Regions from separate parts of the Rattus norvegicus genome. Here region 1 is linked to region 2. A link is a contact called in public Hi-C data. All regions are on one chromosome and are shown on one strand. Each heading gives the region's core, a stretch centred on a gene start, on an enhancer-like site or on the middle of the called end of the contact. The rest is flanking DNA. Distances are from core to core; before and after follow the strand shown.

Region 1 (6,814 bases), core at 3,173-5,672, 280 kb before region 2:
ATTGGGTTTGACAGAAAAGGAAGGCTGCTAATTTTTACTCTATTAACGTTTATATGGCTTGAGGCTTTTCCACTGAGCATATATTATAGTAATATACGAGGAAAGAGTTCAGTGAAGCAGGACACGTGGTGACATTTGTACTTTTGAGAGCAAATCAATACTAAAAAGAACTCAGTCAAGCACCTAATATCAGCTGGGCTGCTCAGAGACCCTGGGTCTCTCCTCCATCCCACTGGCAAGTTGTCTAAGGACGCTGGCCGGCCCTCCTGGCAGCTGTGGCCTCACCTGCCTCAATACTGATACCGGCTACTCTCAGAGGCAGGGAAAGAGTTCACTACTTTAGCACTCACCCTAGCTGGATTCAGCAGAATTTGAAAGTGGGGAGATTTACACAAGTTTAACAACCGCGCTGCGATCATCGATAGCAGTCTTTCTCCAAATAACCATTATGAAATAGGAAGTGAAGGAACAGATTTGAAAGCAGGACTACTTTTGTAAAAAAAAAAAAGAAAGAAAGAAAGAAAGAAAGGAAAAGGAAAAGGAAAGAAAAAGAAAGAAAGAAAGAAAGAAAGAAAGAAAGAAAGAAAGAAAGAAAGAAAAGAAAAGGAAAAGGAAAGAAAAAGAAAGAAAGAAAGAAAAGAAAAGAAAAAGAAAGAAAGAAAGAAAGAAAGAAAAGAAAAAGGAAAGAAAAAGAAAGAAGAAAGAAAGAAAGAAAGAAAGAAAGAAAAGAAAAGAAAAAGGAAAGAAAAAGAAAGAAAGAAAGAAAGAAAAGAAAGAAAGAAAACCAGAAAATTCATGGTTTAATTAATGAAAGACTCCTTTTCATCCACACATTTTCGCACTCTGTCCACAAGGGCAACAGACCCATTTCTGGTTCTAAATTTCATTAAAAATAAAAGTTTTCCCCCTTCTTTTCTTTAATGCCTCTCCCACCCCTAACCAGCCACCAAAGTCGAGATTTTCCTTCCTTCAAACTGTGACAATAGCATGATTACCCCACCAGTTTAGCATAATGGCTCTGAAATGCTCCTGGCACATCGCAGAATTAAAGTGGGAATTATTAGGTAGTGCCTCTTTGTTATAATGATCACTCCACAAATAAAAGCTCTTCTCCCAAAGGTACTGCAAGGCACAAAATGCTAATTCTGAAGATTATGTGTGCGCTTTTATTAAATATTACTATGCCCTGCCTGTTTGAGGGCCTCTCTGCTCTGATTGTTTTATGAGGACCATGTTAATGTCATTCTGTCTTGGTAACAGCGGGCACACATTTTAGCGTTTGTATGAGAGTTGATCAAAGGCCACGTGCTGGGGGAATTGCTGAGAAAACACGGACAAGCGATAAAAATCTAACAGATTAATTGGTTTAAATTTCATTTCAGGGTGTTGAACTTTGGCTCAGGACTTTAATACTACACCGTGAGTCAGGGCCTAATTACCAGATTTCCAATTTGCTTTTGAACAATAGCCACTGTGAGAAGAAAAAGGAAAGGAAGAATAAAAAAAAAAAAAGAATGGGAAAGAGAGAAATCATTCAGCTTCCAGTACATAACGTGTGTGCAGACAATTGCACTTGGGGACATTTCTGATCACCTCTCCCACCTCCAGAACATGCATATTCTCTTCGAATCACTTCAGAAGGCAGAAGAAATCACCGATGCCCTCAGCAGTTTAAAACTGTCTGACTTATAGAAATCAATGCTACAGGATGCTGGCGCCTGCCTTCTCGCAACCAGGAGCACTGAGCTCTTGATCAGCAAGGTGAATTTACAAGCTCGGCCTCCAATAGAAATGACCTATTTCATTGATAGAAAGCCAGGGTCTGGAGAGCCGTGTTTACCTCAGGGTTTATGGGTGGCCTTGGGAATAAGGGTTAATTGAGCTCAGAGGTGCCTGCCCATTGAGATGAATTAGTGGTGTGTGTGCCGATCAGCAGGGTCCTGGGGCTGCTCTTGTGTTTGCCTCTGAGATCCCTTTGTGCTCTGACCAATGCCTCACTTATTAGGGCAGCCATAACGATGACCCAGCTTCAAGGTCTATAAGATCTCGTTTCCAAAATAAGCGTTTGGCCATCATTGTTGCCCCATGCCAGAAGCCTCAGTAGAGATGTGCTCTGTGGCTCTGTTCCCTCCTTTCCCATCTTTGTATATCACGGGGAAAAAAAATACTCTTATCAATTGGCAAAATTTACAACCTCAGGAAGTTTCAAGTCATAGTCTATGTCTCCTGCTGGAATTCACTGTGAACTGTGAAGTAGGTACAAGGTTGCTCTCCGGTTCCATTGTGTCTATGCATGAGACATGTCAGATGCATTTCGCTAACGGTCCACCAACCAGCCCTGTATGAACAAGCAATTCTAAGAAGCAGGTACCTAGCTAAGCCTCCCAGAGGAGGTGGCAAGAACAGCACCAGCTTTTATTGGGATCTTAGTGAAGACCGGTAATCCATCGGACATCAATTCTATCATTCTACATTTACCATTTAGTACAGTCATTTGCTCCATGGAGACTGAAGTAGGTTCCAGAGGTTGAGACCTCACAGATTTGACACAAAACTCACAGGAAGTGCCAACCCCATATCAGGTATTCTGTATGCTAGTTTCTACCATAACCATTCATCATCATCGTCGTTATATTATTATTGTTTTTATTATTATTACTATCATTATTATCATTGGTCTTCTGGTAACTGGAGTTCATTTCTTTACTATAGTGCCCTGTGTGTTCATCATTTGGAGTTTTTCTATTTTTATTATATAGAGTTTGTCTACGGTTTATTATCAAACCGTCCTAAGTGTTTTTAGCTACTTGCTAGTGGGTTAGCTGAATGGACTGACACTGCAACATCCCAAAGCAGAGCGAGTTATCGTCGTTTGTTTTCCTTCTTGAAGATAGTTGTCTGAAATGAATGCTCATCAGGAAATGTATCAGAACTGTTTCATATGCAGCATCTTTACTGTTAACATTCTAAGGGTGGATGCTTGGCAGAAAATGCAAAACCTGTAGGCTGGACTCTTTTAACTTTTAACGTATTTTTGTCTGTCTGTTGACGGTGAAGGGGGGGTGTTATACACATTCGAGAGTACACACGTAGAGTGTGGAGTGACCACAGGAGATTCAGCTCGATAGGACAACGTGAGGGGGTATGTTCTTCCCTTCCTCCATGTGGGTTACTTGTAATCAAACTTGTCTTTGTAAGTCTTGGCAGCAGCAAGCGCCTTTACCTGACGAATCATCTTGCCAGTCCGAGCTGAGCTCCTTCCAATGGTACCTTTGTGCGCTCATCAAACCTCTCTCCTGTGTATCTGCTGGGTTTGAATGATGCTGTGTTTGGGAGTAACCCCATTCCAGAAGCTCTTGGGCTATAGAAGATCCCCATTTCTACTCAGTGAGCCGTCTCAATAATCTGTCATGCTACTCGTTTGAGGGAAATGATTATTTTCCCCAACTCTTCCTTTGTTTCCAAGCAATCAGTTAAAGACAAGAAGGGGACCAGAGAGAGGGTTTGACACTAGCTGGAAGGCTAGCCCTCTCCACCCTCACCATGCACAGGGTCTGTTATTGGGCCAAATGTCCTCCAACAGTGTGCCTGAGAAGTTAGTAGTCACTACAACACCACATTAGGCATTTACCACCCGCCAGGGGCGGACCCATGTGCAGAAGGCAAACACCACCACCACCACAGGTGCCCCCCAACCACAAGAAACACAGCCCTGTCCCAAAAGCTACAGCAACACACATGCTGCTCTGAGGAGTTACCCGGGTCTGGTTCTGCTTTTCTTTATGGTCCTCTGCAAACACAGGGTGTAGTTAAGTATTTTATCACTTATTAGAGTGTGTTTCATTTTGCTATTGATCTGCATTTACTGCTTTGTCTAGCAAAACATCTAGATGTTGCTTTGCAAAAGAATTATAGTATTTTATATACAAGAGTCTCTCTCTCTGTCTCTGTCTCTGTCTCTGTCTCTCTCTCTGTCTCTCTCTCTCTCTCTCTCTCTCTCTCTCTCTCTCTCTGTGTGTGTGTGTGTGGTGTTTGTCACTTTAAAGGGAAATGCACGCCATGATATAGAGGTTTCTCAATGCCAGATGCAATTAAACCTATTAAATATTCCATGAGGAAATCGAGACTTTCAAGTGCTTTGCATCCTTTATCCCAAAGTGACTTCATCTGGCAGGAAAAAAAAAAAAAAAAACCTTGCTCTGACAGCATTAATGGCTCTGAAAAAGGAGGAAAGGAGAAACCTCCCAGTCACTAGATGGAAACATTGCTCCAAAGACTGTTCCTATAAAGGCAGGAAGTGGTTCTCCTCCACTTGGCCCAAGAGATGCCACCTGCCAATCACAGACCCGGTCCACACGCTCTCCACTTCCTACTTAATTTTCTGCTTTCTTGTTTCTTTTGAGGTTCTGAGTACCACCAGTGGGCACAGCAGAGCCTGAGCAAGAGAAGGGCATAAGTGTGGTCACAACTGTATTCTGGAACATTCCAGGGCAGCTGGTTCTGAATTTCTAAGTCTGTCTCTCTGAGATCCAGAACTCTTGTTCACTTTTGCTCTTCAGGGCTGTTTTACAATTTAGCTGTGGGGGAAAAAAAATCTTGACATTTTGATGTGCCTATAACTTCTAAATTGCACTTGAAAGATTGTTGAAGGCTTTTGGATTTAATGACAGGCAACAAAGCATTGTTTCATAATATACAAAAATTGTTTGTTAAATACACACAGAAGCTCAGAATTTTGTGACTCAAGGAGGGCTGAATACACTCCATTCCAACTTGCATTTCGCATGTGACTCAGAATTAAAATGCACAGAATTCTAATTCTGAAACAGTGAAAGGCAAATGTCGCCACGAGCTCTCTCTCTCCTCCCCTTGTTCTGTGATTGTCAGCCACTCCATTGCTAAGTAATATGGGGAAATAGTCATGGAGGGTAGGCAAACCCTCAGAATGAATTATTCATGGATCCAATTGTGCTATTTGTCGAAGCAGTCATGAAACTGCTTGCCTCTGAGGACACCATGAGTAAATAATTCCCTTTTTTTCCCAACTAGGGAAACTTTTTTGCACAAAATGATTTTTACCCTTTTCTCCTAATTAACTTGCTGTATGAACAGTTTGAGGAAGGAGAGCCAAGGAGGCAGAGGAGTGGTAAACATCCCCACAAACACCCGATATTAAGGAAAGGGGAAAACCATTTCCAGATTGAACAACAACCACAATAAAATCATGTAGCCACTTCTTCAAGGAATACACTAGCCTTTATTCACAAGCAATCTTCCTAGGCTGGGAAAATCATAAAGTCAAATATGAACATGTCCAGTGGAAAATCTGTGACATTAATCTTGGCTAGAGTCGTATTTTTAACAGGACTTGAATGTGTGTGTGGGATTATCCAGATGGCCATACAGGAATCAGCCTGATAGGATTAAACCTTTATGCTGAACTCCACTCCATCTGTTCACCAAGGCTTGCCTTTCCTCAGCGGAATATGAATTTTTAGCTCTCTTGTGTCTGGGAGCAGGACTCAGGGTTCAGGGAAAGGAGAGACGCGTGCACGTGATTTGACATTACAGGAGTCTGGCTTGGTTCACATGAAAAAAAATGCGCTAAAAAGTTTAAAAGCATTTCAGACCTACTCTTTGTTTTTGGCCCCAAGGTTTCTTCTCCTTACTGAATTTTAGGGTTTATTTAATGTACTGTCAGCCTAGGTATGGATGGGGACATTTGCCTGAAAAAGCAGAATAGGGAGATGAGTGTGGTGACATGTATACAGATGATGTATGTTGCTGAATGGATGACTCGGACAGAAAACAGTCACCTGGGCTTTCCCCAGCCCTCACTACAAGAGGGTTAGTATTAGGCGTTTTAAAACCAATTAGAGGCTACTATTCTCATTGTCATTTCTGCCAGATTTTTGTATGTTTCTTGGAATAGATTTTGTATGTTTCTTGGAGTACTTTTTTGGCCTGGGGAGGCTGTAGTTTATAGATCCATCTTGAATAAACTGAGTTTAATTCAGTTGATGCTCCTTGCGTATCCTCAGACACAGTAGCCAACCAACTTAGTCTTTCAACTAGACCAGTTGGATTATGGGAGCACTCAGGTTAGTAGCCGGGGAACCACCAAAAGGCACTGCCTGTAGTGGGTCTAGAATTACCACCTCTGCCTCAATGATGAACCACCTAGAGGAGAGGGGCTATGACAAACTTCCCAGCTACACCTGGTATGAATATATGGCTACATTACATGAATGAAGGATCTTAAAGAGCCTTGCTCATCAGCCATTTACAGCAGTCACATGACCAGTAGATGTGTTTGTATGTTCGTGAAGAGAACTGTGACAGACACCTGCCATGGGCATTGGCCCTAAAAGCAGAAGGGCCCCAGAGTAATCTAGCACCGGTCTATGGACATCCCATCCACTCTTTCACAGTGATTCCACACATGTGGCTGTGGACACAGCAGACCATCAAATAAGTTAGCCTTTCCAGATACAGGCATGGCTGTTGTGTCTAAGTAGTTCCCTTCCCTGAACAACTTACAGGGCAGAGCACAGTGAAACTTCCTATCCAGACTTTAGTATGCTGCTAGAATGTGTGCGTATACTCTTTGATCTCCTCAATTCACAAAAATTATAACTAGGGGATAAGGGGTGGTTCCCATTCTGGAAATAGATGGTTCTAAGTTGTAGACCCCACCACCACACCACCACCATAGCCATACACCACAAACACACACACACACACACACACACACACACACACACACACACACACACACAAAATCTACTCCTGTAACATGGACATGTACACATAT
Region 2 (7,510 bases), core at 869-3,368:
GCGCAGTTTACTACTTCGAAGGCCAGGGCGTGGGAATGGGTTCCAACTACGCCTCCAAATCTCGCAAGTAAGTGGGCAGGTGGAAATGTATGCAGGGATGCTAGGCTGCTCGCTGCAGCAGCCACCCTCCAGGAAATTCCCTGGCCTCCTCCAGCTGCCGGTAGCCGGCCTCAGCACGCTAATTTTCTACACAAACACAAGCAAGGGGAGAAGGGTCCCAGATTGGGACTCGCGGCTATTAGAAATGATCGATCGCCATTGGAAAGGGAACTGGGGCGTTCTGTTTTACTGTTGTAGGTGGCTGTTGTTGTTTGGTTTAATTGTTTAATGAAAGACCTGTCTTGACAAAGTTTTGCCATTCTGAAAAATCATCCTCACACATTGCAGAAACCAAGGCTGCTTGGCTGAGAAGATCCGTCTGGGACTGGGGACTGAAGATTGGGGTGCCCGGGAACACCACAATGTCAGCCCAAACTGCAGGACACTGGCGGGCAACACACACACACACACACACACACACACACACACACACACACACTTTCGCTTCCAGCCTAGTTACCCAATTCACTCTCACTACCAACCACTCCCAACCCTGTGCTCAGCGGGATGGAAACGGTACAGGACAGTTGTCCCTAGTCCTTGCCCCCCCCCCAAAAAAACTGGAAAGATGGAATTACTCTCCCTTCTCCCTCTGCACCTTATATGTCTAATGGGGCCTGGGCCCACAAACTTTTCCCTAAGCCCAGCTGGTGGCCAAGAATGAAAAGAGCAAGGTACCATTTCTCACTTGGGACCAGGAGCCCCTGGACAGGGCACTGGGTGTGTCCAGGGAAGTTCCTCAAGTTGGCCTCCAAGAGCATGGCTTCCAAGCCACTCAGTGTAGGGTCTGGAGAGCTGGAGAGGGACTGGAGGAGTCCAAGGTGACAGGGGATGAGAAAGGCTTTTAGGAGATGTGAGAATTAAAGTTGGAAATCACTCCTCTACAGGCAGACTGAGAAAAACTGAAGGCTAAGGGGTGGAGAGAGGGGAGAGTAAAGAACCAGATAGGAGAGAAATGGGGAGAGAATATAGGGAGGAGACAGCCGGGTGAGGAAAGAGTAAAGAAAAAAGAAGGGTGAAACTGAGAAGGAAAGAAAGAGAAAAAGAGTGGGGAAGGACAAGGAAAAATTAAAGAAGGTAGAAAAAAGAAAGGAAAGATAGGGAGAAAGGAAAGAAATGTGAAATGAAATGGAAAGGAAGAAAGAAAGGGGAGAGAAGAAAATTAAGAAAAAAGAGAAGAGAGAAGGAACGGGGGAAAGGGAAAGAACTGAAGAGAAATTAAGGAAGCGAAGGGAAGGGAAGGAGAAGGGGAAAAATATATAGCCACCCAGAAAAGAAAACAAGCGGTCAGAAAAGCGCAGCTATCCAACACCGTGCTGCAGAGACTCCTCTTCTGGGTTAAAACAAAACGAAAACACTCGCAGATGGGGCTGCGGAAAGTGCCGACAAAGCTTGGGCTCGGCTCCCTCCGGCAGCTCGCTGTTCTCTGGCCGGCGGCGACGAGTGCTGCGCAGCCGGGGAGCGCGGAGCCCAGGCGGCGAGCGCAGCGCAGCGGCAGACGCACTCGCGTGGCCGGGCCCCGGGTAGCGGCGCCGCGGTCTCCGGGCTCTCCCGCTAGCCGGCGGCCTCTCCTCCACGGTCCCCCAGCGGTACCCACCTCTGCGCCGCTGTGTTGGCGTCCAGCACCCCGGCGCCCTGCATCCACGTCCGCACCGCGTTCATGCCGCTGCCCAGCGGCTCTTCCTTCATACTGCTTCCACTCCGTTGGATGCTTTCCTGGATCCCAAACATGAAAACAACCTTTTCTTGTGGAAAATCTCCTCCCCTTTGAAAATATTAAAAAAAAAAAAGGAAAAAAAAAACTCCAACCACAGATTTTTTTTTTTTGAGTCGATGAAACTCGCGCTACATCAAGGCGGGCTGAAAAGCAAAATTTTTAAAAATGTAAACCTTCGCTCAAAACTGAGCGATAACAAGGAGGGGGGGGCGAGGGAAAAAAAAGAAAGGGAAAATCCAACGAAAAGACCAAAATTAAGAAAAAACAGAGATGTATGCTTGGCTGTTGGGGGTTGTTTGGTTGGTTGGTTTTGAGTTTGGGTGCTTTTTTTTTCCTTTTTTTTTTTTTTTTGCTTTTTTTTTTTTTTTTTTGCTTTTTTTTTCTTTTTGTAGTAATCACAGGCCGTTGGAGAACAGGAGGGGCTGGAGTTTCCTTTTGTAGCGGTACCTTCACTTGAAGAAGCAGGAAGAAAAAAACCACCCTGATGACAATTTAAGAAACAATAGATACGACTCTCGAAGCCGGCTTGGCTACTTGAAGTGTCATTTTCCACAACCAGGCAAGTTTTTTTCTCTCTCTCTTTTTTTCCTCCTCCTCTCTCAACCAAAGATGTTTCTTTCCTTTCCGTGCGTGTAGATGAGGACGCTGGTTGCTGTAGACAGATACACCGGAGAGGGTGGGGGGAAGGGGAGAGAGAGGGAAAGAGGAAGGGGGGGAGGGAAAGAGATAGAAAAAGAGAGGAGAGGGAGAAAGAGAGGGGTGGACCCTGCTGGATGGAGATTCTGTTTTCTCCTTGCTAAAATAGAAGTGATTTGCAGGCTCTCCCTGTGGAATCCAGTTTGACTCTCCCTAGAGCTAAACACAGGCACACTAACCCCAAAGGGAAGGAGGCGGGGCCCTCGCAGCCTGGACACGCCCCTTCTTTGCATAACGTCATCCTTCCGCCTTATCGCAGCCAATCGCAGCTCCCGAGCTGGCTTGTTCACAGAGCCTGGCCACACTCCCTCATTAACATCCTTCTCTGGGTGGCGCAGGGGAGCCGCCAAAGTTCCCGGCAAAGTGGCGAACGAGGGAGCTCTGAGCACCAGCATCTAGGCTGGAGGGAGCTCGGCCGTAAAGAGCAAGAAAGGGGGCAGAGGGAAGGAGATGGAGGTATCCTGAGCCGAAGGGGTATGCGCCATGGCAGTTCCTGAGCATCCCCTCAGCGCCCAGAGCGCGACGGAGGCGTACTGACTGCGTTCTCCCTGGGCAGACGCCTAGTCCCTTGCTCGGCTGTCCTAGGACTTCGGGGGCAAACTTGGAGGAAAAAGGACTGACCAGGCAGAAAAGCCAGGATGCCCATCCCAGGTGCCCAGCTCTTCTCTCTGAAGCAAGGGTAGCGGGTTGAACTTTGTGTGCGAGCAAGATCGAGACTTGTGGGCCCTCGGAAGACACACTGTCTCCGTGTCAGGAGAGGTAGAGAAGCCTATTGCCCCAACGAATACTTTAGTAGATCGCACAAGGGATTGTGTGATCCAGACTCGGTCCTTAGCAGGCCTCTGAAATGCCTCTGATTCTGGGGTTAGCCCAGACACAAACGCTGTTGGGCGCGGTTCTTACTCGGTCACTTCAGCAGTCTCTTAAGAATGAATAGGTCTCTGGGACTGTGCCAGGGTGAGACTCTAAATATCTTCAGATCCCCAAACCCCTCTCCTGCTCCGCAAAGTAGCTTTATTTTTCCTTACCAACACAGCAAGGATGTTGCCTTCTCTGATTAGCTGGTTATTTGGCACACAGAGTTCTTTCTGTTAAACGCGAAGGGGGCTTAAGCCAACTTCCATCACAACCGCAGGGAGACTGGGAAGTAGGGAAGAGAGATGAGAGCGAGGGAGGGAAAGGAAGGAAAGAGGAGGAAGTGGATAAGGTGGAAGAATGTAAGGGGAGAAAAAGAAGGAAGGAAGAAAGGACGGAAGGAAGGAAGGGAGGAAGGAAAAGGAGGAGGAAGAGGGTAACTTGTCTCCCACTCCCACCTCAGGCCTATTGGCCTTGGTGTTGTGGCTGAAGAGGAAATGGGTGGAAGTTTATGGGTAATATGCCTGCCCCATCATTATTTTTTTTAAAAAGATGCAACGTTTAATAAGCTCATGGTAAACTGTATCATTACCCTCAGAGGACATCCTGGATGCAGTCAAGGCTGCTAAGGACTCCTTGGGGGAAAATTCTTTGCCCCAAATCTAGATTCCCTTTTCTTCTGGTCTTCCTTGGCCCTCTGATTTATAAAATGTATCACTGTCAGCGATGGAAAGGAACACACATCCCTGTTGAATGGAACAATTAAGGCCAGCAAATGTAATGCTTGGTGTGTCTGTCCAAGGAGGAAAGTGGAGCCCTTTTGTGATGAAAGATTGGGTGTATTCCAAGACTACAGGTTGAATGCATGGCCACTATCTTCAGACACAACTTTATCTATTATCTAGCTCCCAGACTATTTATCTGGACTACACATGTGCTGGGACATTTTTTTTCTGGTACCATAATTAATGCCATCTCCTCCAAGCCATCTCAGCAGAGATCATCTGATCCCATAGCATATGCCAGAGTTTCTGGCAAACAGTAGGTAGAGTGTGTGTGTGTGTGTGTGTGTGTGTGTGTGTGTGTAAAACCTTCCTCATCTCTTTAGAATTTAAATGTACAATTGTAGCTGGGCCTATTAAACTTTTTCCAAAGCTCCAAGCTTTTGCTGATGTCCCAGACCCAGGATCTTCTTAACTTCAGGGCTTCACAAAATGAGTTCATTCCTTAGGTTCAGAGGTGATCCTTTAAGGTAGGGGCATCAGGAAGCAGGGGCCACCCTCCTGCAATGGGTCCCGGGAAGTCCTAGCTTAAGACTCAGGCCTCCCTCCTTAAGTACTTGAGTCTCAAGACTTTTTAGTAATCAGACCAAAGCATTAACGTTGTATGTAGTAGGGTAGAGGTCCTGGTGGTGGAAAGCACACAGTCAGGAAAAGATCATTGCTGGAAAAGAAGAAATGCGGTCATACTGAGGCCTGCGATTAACAAGAGTCACAGAGAATATAGACATCTGGACGTCATCCACGAAGGATCCTGGTGCCACTCAGTACATGAAACCCACTATCCCAAAAAAAAGAGCCTGGTACAGAGAATGCTTTTTAGCTGTCCAGTTCTCCAGAAACTAGGAAGGAAGCAATGTTCATATCCATCCACTAAGCTAAAGGAGGAGAAGTAGAAGAAGTAAAAGTAGTAGTAGTAGTAGTAGTAGTAGTAGTAGTAGTAGTAGTACTGGGAGGAGGAGGAGGAAGAGGAGGAGGAGGAGGAAGAGGAGGAAGAGGAGGAGGAGGAAGAGGAGGAAGAGGAGGAAGAGGAGGAAGAGGAGGAGGTAGAGGAGGAAGAGGAGGAAGAGGAGGAGGAAGAGGAGGAGGAGGAAGAGGAGGAGGAAGAAGAGGAGGAAGAGGAGGAGGAAGAGGAGGAGGAAGAAGAGGAGGAAGAGGAGGAGGAGGAGGAAGAGGAGGAGGAGGAAGAGGAGGAAGAGGAGGAGGAAGAGGAGGAGGAAGAAGAGGAGGAAGAGGAGGAGGAGGAAGAGGAGGAAGAGGAGGAGGAGGAGGAGGAAGAGGAGGAGGAGGAAGAGGAGGAGGAGGAGGAGGAGAAGGAGGAGGAGGAGGAGAAGAATCTTTGGACAGCACAGCACAGATCCCCTTTGGCCTGACAGCCAGTGGGCACCTCACCTGGGATGGTGGTGACATATTTCACTGTCATTAAACAGAGTGCATTCGTAGGTTTTCATCTAGGTGAATTGCCTTTTAACTTGGCTTTTGCAGCCAATAATAAATGTTTAAGTATAAGGAGACTAGAAAGAGAGTGGAAAAGAGAGAGGGGCCTTACAGAAAACTGAGTGTTCTCTCTCTCTCTCTCTCTCTCTCTCTCTCTCTCTCTCTCTCTCTCTCCCTCCCTCCCTCCCTCCCAAGCTCCCTCCCTGCCAAGCTCCCTCCCTCTCCCCCTCTCCCCCCTCTCTCTGAACATTCAGATTCCTGGGCCTCGTTCACAGCTGCGCATAGGAGCCTCTGGCAATGGTACCTAGGAATCTATATTTAAAGACACTTAGGAAATCTTGCCTTCTCTCCAAACAAAGAGATAGGGAAGGAGCCACTGTAAAGAACAGGTTTCTTCTGGCATGATGTTTTCCTGTTGAACTTCTAGCACTTTCTTCAGCTCATGGGTGGTGGGGGGGTTCATGGATAGGTTCTCAGAGGGTTCACACTGCCAGGCAGGGCTGCCCAGCTGTCCTCCAGTGCTAGAGGAAGTTGAGGCTAGGGCACAAGAATCCCCTCCCTCTGTACCCTTCAAGCCTAACTTCTGGCACCCAGGCTGTCCCAAACATCTGTAAACCCAGACTCCCTCTCATGGGGCATATAAAATGATGCAATATTTTCTAGGGGCTCCGGTAGAACTATGCTCCCCTGCTTGCCCTTCAGTAAAAAGAAAGACACCCCTGAATTTAGTGAAACTGGGACCAGAAGGAATGTCCCAAGAAAAAAAAAGGGGATGGCTTTTGCTTGTCTGCCCCCAGGAGGCAGGCTTGGGACTTGTCCTGAAGCATGTTCTACTTTTCTCTTCTTGAGGACCCCCGCCCCGAGAGCCACCAATCCGGGAACCAACCCCTCACCTTTCTTAGCTGTCTTGCCAGAGGTAACTGCGACCCCAGTGGGAGAGCAGGCTCTTCATTCAGTGGTGGGAGGAACGGGAAATGGGCGACAAAGCGCCCGAGGCTCAAAGGCCCTCTGTCTCTGCGTGCTTCTGGGGAGTTGCGGGGGCCACTAGACTTCTGAGATGTGTGAGTGGGGCGGGCTGAAACCAGGCCACTCTCAGGGGAACCCCGCAGAGTGGCAGAGTTCGTAGCGACCTGGAGTCCCTGGGAAAGTGGGGTGTAGCCAGGCAAGGGCGAGGGCGATGAGAAGATACTACGGATGCAGCTTGGAGCTACCTGACACTGGGACCCGCGCACCCATTAAACCCTGGTCTGTCTGTCCCCGGGTGGCATCCACCCACCGCTATGGGGAGCGTGGGAGCCACAGGCCAGAACGCCACCGGAAATCCGGACTCTGATCCGGGCTTGCGACCTCACGGCGCTCCGGAAAAGTCCCTCCTTTGCTCATCCAGTCTCTGTCCCTGGGATAACCCTCCTCTTGTTGGAACCAACTAGAAAACTGAAGAAGAGAGTGACAACCACTCACAGAAGGTAGAGAATAGGCTGTATCGCAGAGACACAGTCAACGTGTGTGGGACCAGGCGCGGTGCGGTACCACAGAACTGTCCCTTCTCGCAATGAGCTGTGGCCTCTCTCTCGGGTTTCCCCCGGGATCGTCCCAGACAATAAATAGATTCCTTTTGTTGCTAGGTTTACCAGACATGAAATTACTCAATCCGCACCACAGTCCACTCCCATTGTACAGGTGAGGACATGGAGGGTTTGTAAGAGAAGTGGAAGCAGAAGAATCCTTCCTTCCGCCACACCGCTGATAAAGTTACCAGGACGTTGTCTCCAGGAACAGTGCTGTTAACCTTGGAGTCAAACCTCCACCAGGCAGAGGCATCTTACTGTCTGTTCACCACCACTAGAACTCGCGGGTACACTGGGTCCTGGTTACACATAGCGGGGTGAAAAAAGAGAGAGAGGGCACTTGTTACCCTGAGGACAAA

What was found. Hi-C and Micro-C count contacts between places; a contact is called where the count stands out from the background.
Region 1: a Hi-C map of Schwann cells shows a contact between it and region 2, with 4 times the contacts expected there. The contact joins the enhancer-like site here to the promoter of Ebf1 in region 2. A contact is called at or near these places in 4 of 12 Hi-C or Micro-C datasets (the A7r5 cell line, Schwann cells, kidney and 1 more).

Annotation. Positions count from the first base shown.
Region 1 is chr10:29,882,524-29,889,337 of GRCr8, reverse strand. All of the region lies in intron 8 of Ebf1 (EBF transcription factor 1), which reads right to left. Among named protein-coding and RNA genes, the nearest start is that of Ebf1, 280 kb to the right of the region's middle. Within about 2 kb of position 4,422, at least 1 of the 93 cell types and tissues checked has an H3K27ac peak or open chromatin away from gene starts, as enhancers often do. A contact at or near this core is called in Schwann cells, where this site is marked.
Region 2 is chr10:29,596,529-29,604,038 of GRCr8, reverse strand. It overlaps Ebf1 (EBF transcription factor 1), which reads right to left and starts at 2,118. Exons shown (of 16, transcript NM_053820.2): 1 at 1,697-2,118. The coding sequence starts at 1,830.